Linked DNA regions of Pan troglodytes: region 1 is linked to region 2. A link is a contact called in public Hi-C data. All regions are on one chromosome and are shown on one strand. Each heading gives the region's core, a stretch centred on a gene start, on an enhancer-like site or on the middle of the called end of the contact. The rest is flanking DNA. Distances are from core to core; before and after follow the strand shown.

The links. Hi-C and Micro-C count contacts between places; a contact is called where the count stands out from the background.
Region 1: a Hi-C map of induced pluripotent stem cells shows a contact between it and region 2, with 1.6 times the contacts expected there. The contact joins the enhancer-like site here to the promoter of SLC2A13 in region 2. A contact is called at or near these places in 2 of 7 Hi-C or Micro-C datasets (induced pluripotent stem cells and stem cell-derived neural progenitor cells) and 1 of 1 datasets of contacts at active chromatin or transcription factors (stem cell-derived excitatory neurons).

The regions. Positions count from the first base shown.
Region 1 is chr10:56,101,921-56,107,094 of NHGRI_mPanTro3-v2.0_pri, reverse strand. It overlaps SLC2A13 (solute carrier family 2 member 13), which reads right to left. Exons shown (of 10, transcript XM_522353.9): 8 at 3,715-3,836; 9 at 3,438-3,590. Among named protein-coding and RNA genes, the nearest start is that of REDIC1, 140 kb to the left of the region's middle. Within about 2 kb of position 2,569, at least 1 of the 24 cell types and tissues checked has an H3K27ac peak or open chromatin away from gene starts, as enhancers often do. A contact at or near this core is called in induced pluripotent stem cells, where this site is marked.
Region 2 is chr10:55,772,639-55,777,844 of NHGRI_mPanTro3-v2.0_pri, reverse strand. It overlaps SLC2A13 (solute carrier family 2 member 13), which reads right to left and starts at 1,569. Exons shown (of 10, transcript XM_522353.9): 1 at 709-1,569. The coding sequence starts at 1,264.

The DNA.
Region 1 (5,174 bases), core at 1,320-3,819, 330 kb before region 2:
CTGTCTAATTTTAGGCTTTCAGTCCAGACCATCATGTGTATGAGATGGGGGAAGTAAGATGAAAAACTAATGTGACAATTGGCTGGAGAAAGGATATCAGACTGGGAGTGGGAAGAACTGAGTTTAAGTGTTGGCCATGTGACTTCTGGATAGTCATTTAACCTCTTCTCTGGGCCTCTGTTGCCTCATTAAGCAAAATAAGGGGGTTTCTCAGCTCCTACTTAAGTGTTGGCAGTTTACAATTCTGTAAATCTTACAGCCAAAATCAGGAGCATGTATAGGAGGTATAGTTAAGAGATGGTTGAGAGAGAGACCTGATCTGTGTAATGGGGAAAATAATTCTTGCTTTGCCCAACTGTAAAGAATAGAAATAATGTATGTTATCATGCCCATTAGAATTCTGAATATCAGTTGCTCAAAAAAGCGATGGCCAGATTGTTAAATTCTACTGAATGACCAGGAAAGGAAGAGTTGCTATTAAGATACAGAATAAGATTAGTGTGACTAATTAATTGGGATGTTTTTACAAAAAGGGTGATACTGATAAGCTAGCTCTTGGAGAATGGGGGAATTTTGACAAAAAAAAAATGAAAGGAGATGAAGTCCTGTGTTCTGAGTACAGATATGCAAGACTGTGGAGGTAGGAAGAGAAATGGAATCTTTAGCAGGGAGGGACAAAGACTGGATAGTAATTATGATGAAGATAAAGAAAAAATAAGTACAGATGGTAAAACATTTTAGATTAAACTAGGCTTCTAAACTACAAAATCTGTAACAGCAAACCCAGTTTGACTTTTAAATATAATAGTATATTTTATCTTCATCATTATCTTTCACAATTTGGGAACAGTAGCATAATTAGAAGTAACAAATCAAATCTGTCAGTGCTAAACTCACTCCTATAGTTAAAAAACATTCGTTGGGTTAGGAAGATTCCTGAAGTTGATTACAGATTCTTTCTTGTGACCTGGATTCCCAAAGCTGAATAATATCAAGGAATTGCTATTAAAATACAAGACCGTTATTATAAAATCTGAGGAATCCAAAGCACGCAAATGCCAAAACTGCCTACTCAGTGTGGGTTCCAATGGTTAGACCTGTGGCTAAGTCGTGGAGGAGTGTGGGCAGACCTGGGAGGCTGTGACCTGGTCCATGTCATGGTCAAATCAGTCACTATCTCAGTTTCTCATTTATTCCTCCCTTGGAGTGAAAATGGTAAGAAAAAATGTCTGTAACGAGTCCATCAGGACTATTGAACAGTTAGATATTCCTCACCTTTATTCTAAGGATTTAAATCTTATTAGAGCCCTACATTAAGTTCCAGATTAAAACAACTATTTAATTGAATTACACAAATTGAGGACTCAAAGGCCATGTTTGACTGAATTTCAGTACTACCTCAAGAGAGAAGCTTTGACATAGTGCCCCCCAAGAGATCTCTTTAGCCACATGTGCTGTATATAAAATGGCATATCGGTGATATAGCAATGATACTTTTTAGTAATAAACATTATTGAATGGGGGCACAAGGCAGACCTGTGTAAGCAATATGGTTGAGGAAGGAATCAAATTTTGAGATCTTATGAAACAATAAAAAAGGAGGCAACAAAGAAGACATAACTATTTCCAGAGGAATACACGATTAGGATGTATATTTATTAAATGAGGAATATAAATGCATAGCTTACATAAACCAGTAACATGTGGATTAAAATGAGACACAAAAAGGGAGAAAAACTAGCCTGAATGAACTGTTTTTCTACTACTAGAGAGTAGTAGACCAAATGGACCAGTGCTCTGACATGAGAGAAGCTTAATGCAAAGCAACACGCTTTTAACTGTTTATTTTTGAAAGAATTCTGCTTATGCCCTATTTAAATTTCATTACGGTTGCCTCATTTTTCTCATGGTTTTCTGGCAGGATAAATTCAAGAAAGAGGAGCTTTGCTGTCAAAAGTATAATCATGTAAACTTTTATTATTTGGTCTATGCCTTTCTATGAAAAATGCTTTCTCAGGATGCGAGCATATACTTAGGTCTTCAAATATTTAAGTGTTCTCTAGAATCAGTAAATACGAGGAAATATTTATTGTGCTCGTATTTATTATGTCATGAAGATAAGTTTATGAATTTATGGAAAAATTTTAATTGCCAAATGGGATCCAGCTGAATATACTAAATATATATCCAGTTTAAAATGCCAGTGCCTTTCCTTTCCAAGAAAATAAATATTTCAAATGTCTTAAGCGGTGATTAGGAGAGAGAAGAGTTTTATGAAGATAATAAAAGCATTAGATAAATACTATTAACTAAAAGCAAATACCAATTCAGCATGTTCAGAAGAGACGGGGAATAGATTTTTATGTTTCATCATATTCACCATTCATCTGCAAAATTTATCCATGTATTTATTCATTTGACAAACACTTTTTGGTGCTTATCAGGTGAACAGGATGCCTTGGGAGGAACTGGGAATGTAACAATGAACAAGGCACAGTCCTGGCCCTCCAGGGATTTATAGTCTACTAGAGAGAGCTAGGGGCAGACAAACCTGTTCTTGCAAAGAGAAATGATAAGTGCCCAGAGCACAGAGTAAAGAGATTGTGGGGAGATCAGAGAAGCTCTTCTGGGAGAATGGTCTAAGCAGCAGGCATTCCGTCTCTACCACAAGGACTTATGAGGAGATTAGAATGAAACCTCATACTTCATCATGAATAATCCTATTGCAACCTATAAAGTCATGTGAACAATGCAGAAATCTTTTTTCTAAAAAGCAAAGTCTTTTCCTGACTCAGCCACTAAGCACTATTGTTTTTCATTTTGAATTATGGCCTCCATACATTTGCATTTGAATACTTCCGTCATGTTTACACTTTTGCAAGTGGTAAGTACTGGTCTCAGAGGACACTGAAATGCACAAGCACTGGCCTGAGCAGCACAGGTGATACAGTGGAAGGTATGGCCACAGCACAGCATACTGTTAAGCATTTGAGGAAGCTACTTTCAGCCCTACGCAGATTCTGCTCTTGGACTGGACGCTATGCCTGTCACAGGACATCTCATTGGCCCTAGACTCCCTGCCTACATCTTTTTACCATTTTCTGTTTTTTTTTGTTTGTTTGTTTCTGTGAAACTAAAAGCTATGGTGTAAAGACTTCCACCTGGGGAGATAGCTGGGAGATGTCTGAGTTGGGAGAGGGGTTGGGTGACAGCCCTAAGCACTGTGGAACAAGAAGCAGTGCTGTTTAGGATAGGAGAATCCCTCTCTTCTTTCCCAGACACATTTCCGATGCCTTTGGAGGACAAGAAAGCCACATGGAGATACTTATAACAGCAAAATATAACCACATAGTCTCAATCACAAATGATATTATAGTGTATCTAAAAATAGTGATAAAAATAAAAACAAAACTATGTTAGAAAAAATATTATCTTACCATAGTATGTAAGATACTCTGCTGTGTGTAAAAATGTTAGTGAAACCAGGACATTGAAAATCCAGTTTATTCCAGATGAACATGCATTTCCTGTACTTCTTGCCCAAAGGGGATATATTTCAGAATTCACAGTCCAAGGCATTGGTCCCATTCCTGAGAAATAAAACATTAAAAACTTTAGTAAAATAGCATGTAAGAAATTTGAAAAATTATAGTTTATCTACTCCAAAAAGAGGCAATTCAATTAATGCAACAGTATAATAAAGTCTTTGTTTACCAGGTGCAAAGAAGACAAGATATAAAATAAGGCCCAGAAGTGCAGTCCAGGAGTATGGAGTAGGGCAGAAATTGTAAGCCCAAAATATATCTTCTCTTTTGAACTTGGTTTCATTTTCACACCTGAAAAATAATGCAATATAAGTATTAACTTAATGTTTTTGACTACAGTTGCAGAAATTCAATATGATCATATTTATGTATTTGGAAATTCCTTAATGTCTTAAGAAAGAGTCCAAAATGTTTTTCTTAAAAAATAAGAACTAAATATACAGTATTAGATATGCGAGCTTGTATAGGAATTTTACAGCCAAGTATAATTCAAGAGCAAAACAAAGACACCGTGTTTTATAACCATTTCACATAAATTAGACATGATTTCTAATTAGTCCCTGGAAGCTGCAGTAACACTTCAGTACCACTGAGAGTCAGTATGTGGCAGTGAAAAGACCATGGCATTTGCAATCATGACAAGATTCAAATTTCAGAGCCAGATACTTTTCATCTGATAAAATGGGGATAATACTTTGTAGACTATTTTAAGGATTAGAAGAGTAACCTGTAAAGGGTGATGGGGTGGATGAGGGGAACAAATGATTCTATCTGATTCCAAATAGCCCTCTCCCTTTCTGCTCCGTGTCCTTGCTTCTCTACCAGTCACTCCCTGATGACCTTGCCTTCTTAATCCATAGTAAAGCAAAGGGTCCTACAGTTTAGATCCATTCTGAAGTTGAACTTCCAGTTCTTTACCTTAATTGCCCCTGAAGATATTACCAGACTCAAAAACATTCCTATCCCCTATTGTCAATTTATTGTTCTGTCTCCTTCAACCTCTATCTTTGAACCTTGTCATCCAAGCCCTATTGTTACCATATTTATGAACTCATCATAACATTCCACCTGTCTTGATGATTTGGGTGCCTGCTCAGTCTACCTCCTGTCATCCCCTGCCACATTCATTTATTTTTAATTCATTGGCCTCATTTAAAAAAATTATTTTATTTAAGTTCCAGGATACATGCACAGGATGTGCAGGTTTGTTACATAGGTAAATGCGTGCCGTAGTGGTTTGCTGCGCCTATCAACCCGTCACCTAGGTATTAAGCCCCATGTGCATTAGCTATTTATCCTGATGCTCTCCCTCCTCCCAGCCCCCACAGGCCCTAGTGTGCATTGTTTCCTTCTCTGTGTCCATGTGTTCTCATTGTTCAGCTCCCGATTATATGTGAAAACACGTGGTGTGTGGTTTTCTGTGCTCCGTATAATGCATTGGCCTCATAGGTCCTTATTTAATCTCCAACACTACAGAGACAGCACTTTATAGTTTCCTTGATTTGGAACTGTTTTACTTCAGACTTTGAGCCTTCCTTTTCTGATCACAACCACCACTTTGTTTATCTCCTCATTTCCGATCATCTGTGCTACACCCAGATCTGCCTTTGGATTATCCTCTCAGTATTC
Region 2 (5,206 bases), core at 320-2,819:
GGAAAGCAGGAGAGGAAAAACAAAGAGGAGAATGGATAAAAAAGGATTCTAATGAAAAAGTTGGAAAAACAGAGGAGAATGGAATTTACTTGGGAAAACAATGAAAGCTGAAAGGCAATAGAAAAAGCATAAAAGCAAAAGGAGATGCCATCTAAAGACAAATGCTAGATAAGGAAAGAGGGCAGGGGTAGCTAATAAACCTTTCAGAGTCCAGAATTACTTAACTCTAAATATTATCTCACTGTAACTTGACGATGGTCTAGGTTCCAGGCTGGGAGCCCCAGAAAACGAAAGGGGCTAGCAGTGGAGAGGCAAGGTGGGACAGTGCAGGAAAGCAGAGACCCTCGTAAGCTCAAGAAGCAGCATCAGGTTAGGCTGGATCAAGGAAAGAGCTGGTGCTCAGCTAGGTTTCTGGAAGTGCTGAGAGGCAACAACCACTTGGACTGACTGGTCCGTGGCCTATCAAAGATTCCACGTGGGCTCGAGGGAGACTAGAGTGACACCCCCTCCCCCCCGACCCTCCCACCTCCCGGGAGAGCCTTGGAGGCTGGACCAACAAACAGATGGGCTCTGGAGGCCAGAGAAGTGGAGGATTCTCTGACCCTGGGAGACCAGACGGGGACCCCGATGGGCAAGAGGCACGCAACACCCAGGGTCAAGGGCGGTGACAATGGGATCCCGGGCGCCCTTCACGGAGCCCGAACTCACCGATGCCGAGTCCCACGACCAGGCGGCCGGCGAGCAGTGTCTCCTTGTTGTTGGCCGCAGCCAGCACCGCGGAGCCGGCGGTGAAGAGGGCACTGGCCAGGAGGATGGCAGCCCGGCGGCCGAAGACGCCGTTGAGGGCGCCTCCGGCCAGCGCCGAGACGGCAGCCGCCCCCACCGTGCTGGACACCAGCAGCTCCTGCCACAGCGCGTCCAGACTGAGCTGCCGCTTGAGCAGCAGCATGGCCCCTGACACCACCCCGGTGTCATAGCCAAACAGGAAGCCGCCCAGCGCGGAGAAGACGGCCACCACGTACACGAAGGCGGGGGTCTCGTCCTGCTGGAACTGCCGCCGCGCCGCGCGCTCCAGGTCCCCGACGCCGCCGCCGCCCGCGCCCGCGCTCTGCAGGCTGGTGCTCGATTCGGCGGCAGCCAGGAGGCTGCACTCCCCGGCCGCGCTCGCCGCGTCCGGCTCCTGCTGCTTCCTGCGCCGCTCGCCCATCAGGCTGCTCAGGCTCCGCAGCGTGTACTCCACATTCTCGCTTGCCTTGCGGGACATAGGGCAGGGGCCCGGGGCTGCCCGGGGGTACGCGGCTCCGCGGGCCGGCAGTCTCGGCGAGCTAGACAGCCCGAGCCGGCGGGAGCAACCGCCGCTGCCGCCGCTTTCTTCCTCCCGGCTTCCGCTCCGGCTGCCACGGCAGCAGCCGCCGCCACGGCCGCTCCGGGGAGAAAGTTGCTGCCCGCCGCGCTCCGACGCTGCGGAGTTGGAGCCCGGCGGGTCTCACTCCACACTCACGCCCCGCGCCTGCCGAGCTGGCGCTGCGGAGCGGGCGGGAGGCGGGACCGCGGGTCACGTGCAACCCCGGGCCGGCGGGGCGGGGCCCGGGAAACGTCCCGCCCCCTCCTTGGGCGGGGCCAGGCTCAGCCCGCCCCGGACCCCTAAACCCCGCCCTCCCGGTGGGTGCGACCTCTGACCTAGGCTCCCTCATTTAGGGCTCTGGCAACTGTATGGAATTAACCCTGCCTTCCGAGCTGCAGCGGTGGAGCAAGCCAATGTGGCGATGCCATCAGGCAACAGGCTTCCCGACGGGAAGCCACCCAGAATGTTTGCCGTGTTTGGAGAGGAGGGAGAGAGCACCTAAACCAGCCTCACTGTCCTTCCAGCAGCCTAGAGAGAGGGCTGGAAAAAATATCCTAGAATAGGACCTAGCAAGTACCCTTCCTTTTATAGTATTGTGACATTACCCAGCGTGGTCTACTTCCCTGGCATTAAATGTGTTTGTTCTGGAGCAATTCAGGGCTGCATGCTCCCATTTCTATAGCTAGTTTCCACTCTCATCGCCAGTCCCTCCTCAATTTATGCTTATTTTAAAGGAATGGTACATTTGATTCTTTGAGGACAGAGATAACATATCTCTGTGGTGAATCCCAAACCCTCCTTCCGTAGATCCCCGACCTGTAAAAGAAAATTCACATATATGCATTCCACTCATGTAACGGGTAATTCCCAGAAATAGAAAGAAAACTCAAGACCCTGATTTATGATTCGGCAGGCAGTCTCCATTTCCCCGCCCCAACATGCTAACCAAAAGGTAGGATAGCTTCTCTCCTGAGAATCCCCACTGTTGCCCTCCATGAGGCACTGTTTTAACAGCCTCATTTACTTGAAACAAAGCAAAGATAACGTTATTTGCAACCAATTTTTTAAACTGTTGAGTGAATTAACAGTTGTTGGTTCATTTGGGGTTTGTTTCCCCCTTTAATTTAAATGTTTTTAAAATATACAGTTGCGCATCAGGGGCTAAAGATAGTTTGTTTTGTTTTGTTTTTGAGACAGATTCTCGCTCTGTCGCCCAGGCTGGAGTGCAGTGGCGCTATCTCGGCACACTGCAGCCTCCGCCTCCCAGGTTCAAGCGATTCTCCTGCCTCAGCCTTCCTAGCAGCTGGAACTGCTAAAGATGTTTTGTGCCTCTAATTTGCTTTCATTCTTCAGGCTGAGGGCAAAAAGTCAAGCATCATATGATTGTATTCCTACAATTCCACTGCTCTTTTATTTCCCTTATTTGAGCAAAAGCTTTCTTAGCCTGGGGCCTATTTTTCATGCAGCTATAACTTTTTTCCTTTCAGACAAAAGGATTTTGTCATTCCTGTTTCAGTAAAAACTTATATTAGAATTTGTCAAAACTGCTTTCGTTTTGATTATCAGTCACGATTATCTCTACAATATAGTACTTTCCTTGCCAGCAACAAGGAAAAATAAACTAATGAAGCCAGAGGGCTTAACTATTTAAATGTTATCGTCTGGCTTTAAAGCAAGGCTCTACCGTCATTCCCAGGCATCAGTTAAACAGAGAGAGCCTTTAGATCTGCAGCAATGAACTCTTAAATATTCAGACCTCGGACAATATTGCAGGTGAGAGCGCGCCTTTTCCGCGGCATGCTACGGTATAGTAAAACTGCGCCCCCTGGTGGTGAGCCAATTCCCACGGCTTCTGAAGAGAAGGGCTCCGCAGATGAGAAGCATCTGGTTCTTTGACAGTTCCCTCTTGCTGAGATGAAAATAAACTACTTTTTGTCTCAGCTGGTGCAGTGAACGTCTTGGTTCCTGAGCATTCCTTGCTTGAAATTCAGCTTTGGGTCATAGAACAAGAAACTACTTTAAAAATTCTGTTCCGTATTAGGACAGTTATGTATCTGCGGTCAGGTTACATTTTAAAAGAAATGTGATGTGAAAAAAAAGGCATCGGAGGCCGGGCGCGGTGGCTCACGCCTGTAATCACAGCACTTTGGGAGGCTGAGGCGGGTGGATTACGGGGTCAGGAGTTCAAGACCAGCCTGGCCAACGTGGTGAAACCCTGTCTCTACTAAAAATACAAAAGTTAGCCGGGCATGGCGGCACGCGTCTGTAATCCCAGCAACTCGGGAGGCTGAGGCAGAGTATTGCTTGAACCCAGGAGGCAGAGGTTGCAGTGAGCCGAGATCGTGCCACTGCAATCCAGCCTGGGCGACAGAGCGAGATTCCGTCTCAAAAAAAAAAAAAAAAAAAAAGCTTCGGAGAGTTAAACAGAATTCGTCTCAGCCTTGAGAGGGAGTCCAGTTCAACTTAGCATCAGCGCGTGAGTCTAATATGGAGTTCCCCAAAGTCGGCCCCAGCTGCGGTTTATGATGAACTGGAAAACCCATGGGCTGAGAATCAAAAGAGATGAATGTCAACACCACCATTGTTTTACCGTAAAACTTTCCACAAACCACAAGATTAGCTTGTGCTTTGCTTTTTTTTTTCTCATTTGAAGAGCAGATAATGGTGCAGCAACTACTCATTGACGAGAGTAAGTGTTAAAGGGTATTTTTGAAATATAATTAATTGCTATTGCAGGGCAAATTTAATTACAAGAGTCATTATTGGTTTGCAGTGAGTTCTATAGTTCCAGCTTTGAGGATATTTGCTTTACAACCTCCAGTAACATGTTCCAAAGCAGTCTAACAATAAAGAAAGGCGAAAAGCCCCTTCTCAATCGTCTTTCCCACCATAACAGACCCCTTTGGCCAGAGATAACCACCTCTACCACTTTGAAATGTATCTTTCCAGAACTTTCTCTATGAATTTATATGCATATGTATGTACATGGTAAAATACATATATATGTATTGTTGTTTTATTTGTTTGTTTTTGAATTGTTTTGGATGCAAGAGATAGAAAATCGAGATCAAACTGGTTTAAGCCAAAATAATGGGAAAGAGGGAGTATTTATTGTCTATTGTCTCTGAAAACTCTCTAATAAGTTGGCGTCAAGTGCAGTTGCATAAAGGACTAAAAACACCAGGATGTCACACAGACGTCCATTTCTCCACTCTGCTTCCTACTCCTTAGGCTCCATTCTTAAATTTTATGTGGTGCTCAAAGGGCTGTAGCAAACTCCAAGCCCTATACCTGAGATAGTTTGGATATTTGTCCCCATCAAAATCGCATGTTGAGATGTAATCCCCCGTGTTGAAGTTGAGGCCTGACGAGACTTGTTTAGATCCTGGGGGTGGATCCCAAATGAATGGCTTGGGTCATCTCCTTGGCGATAAATGAGCTCCTTTTGAGTTCACAGGAGATCTGGTCCTTTGCTTTCACCGTGTGATGTGCCTGCTCCCCCTTTGCCTTCCGCCATGATTGTAAGCTTCCTGAGATCTTTCCAGAAGCAGATGCCAGTGCTGTGCTTTCTGTACAGCCTGCAGAACTGTGAGCCAATTAAACCTCTTTTCTTATAAAATATCCAGTCTCAGATATTTCTTTATAGCAAGAACAGCCTAATATAATATCCTTTTCCACTCATGTCTGAAAGGACAGAAAAAGAGCCTCTTTCTCCAAAGCCCTAGCAAACTTATATTGTATCTAATTGGATTTGTCAGTTGTGGTACCATTCCTGCCCCAGTTACTGCAGCTGGGAGATTACAGTTTGGTGATCAGGCTGGGGCCAATCAACACCCACATCATGAGCTGTGAGTGAAGGTA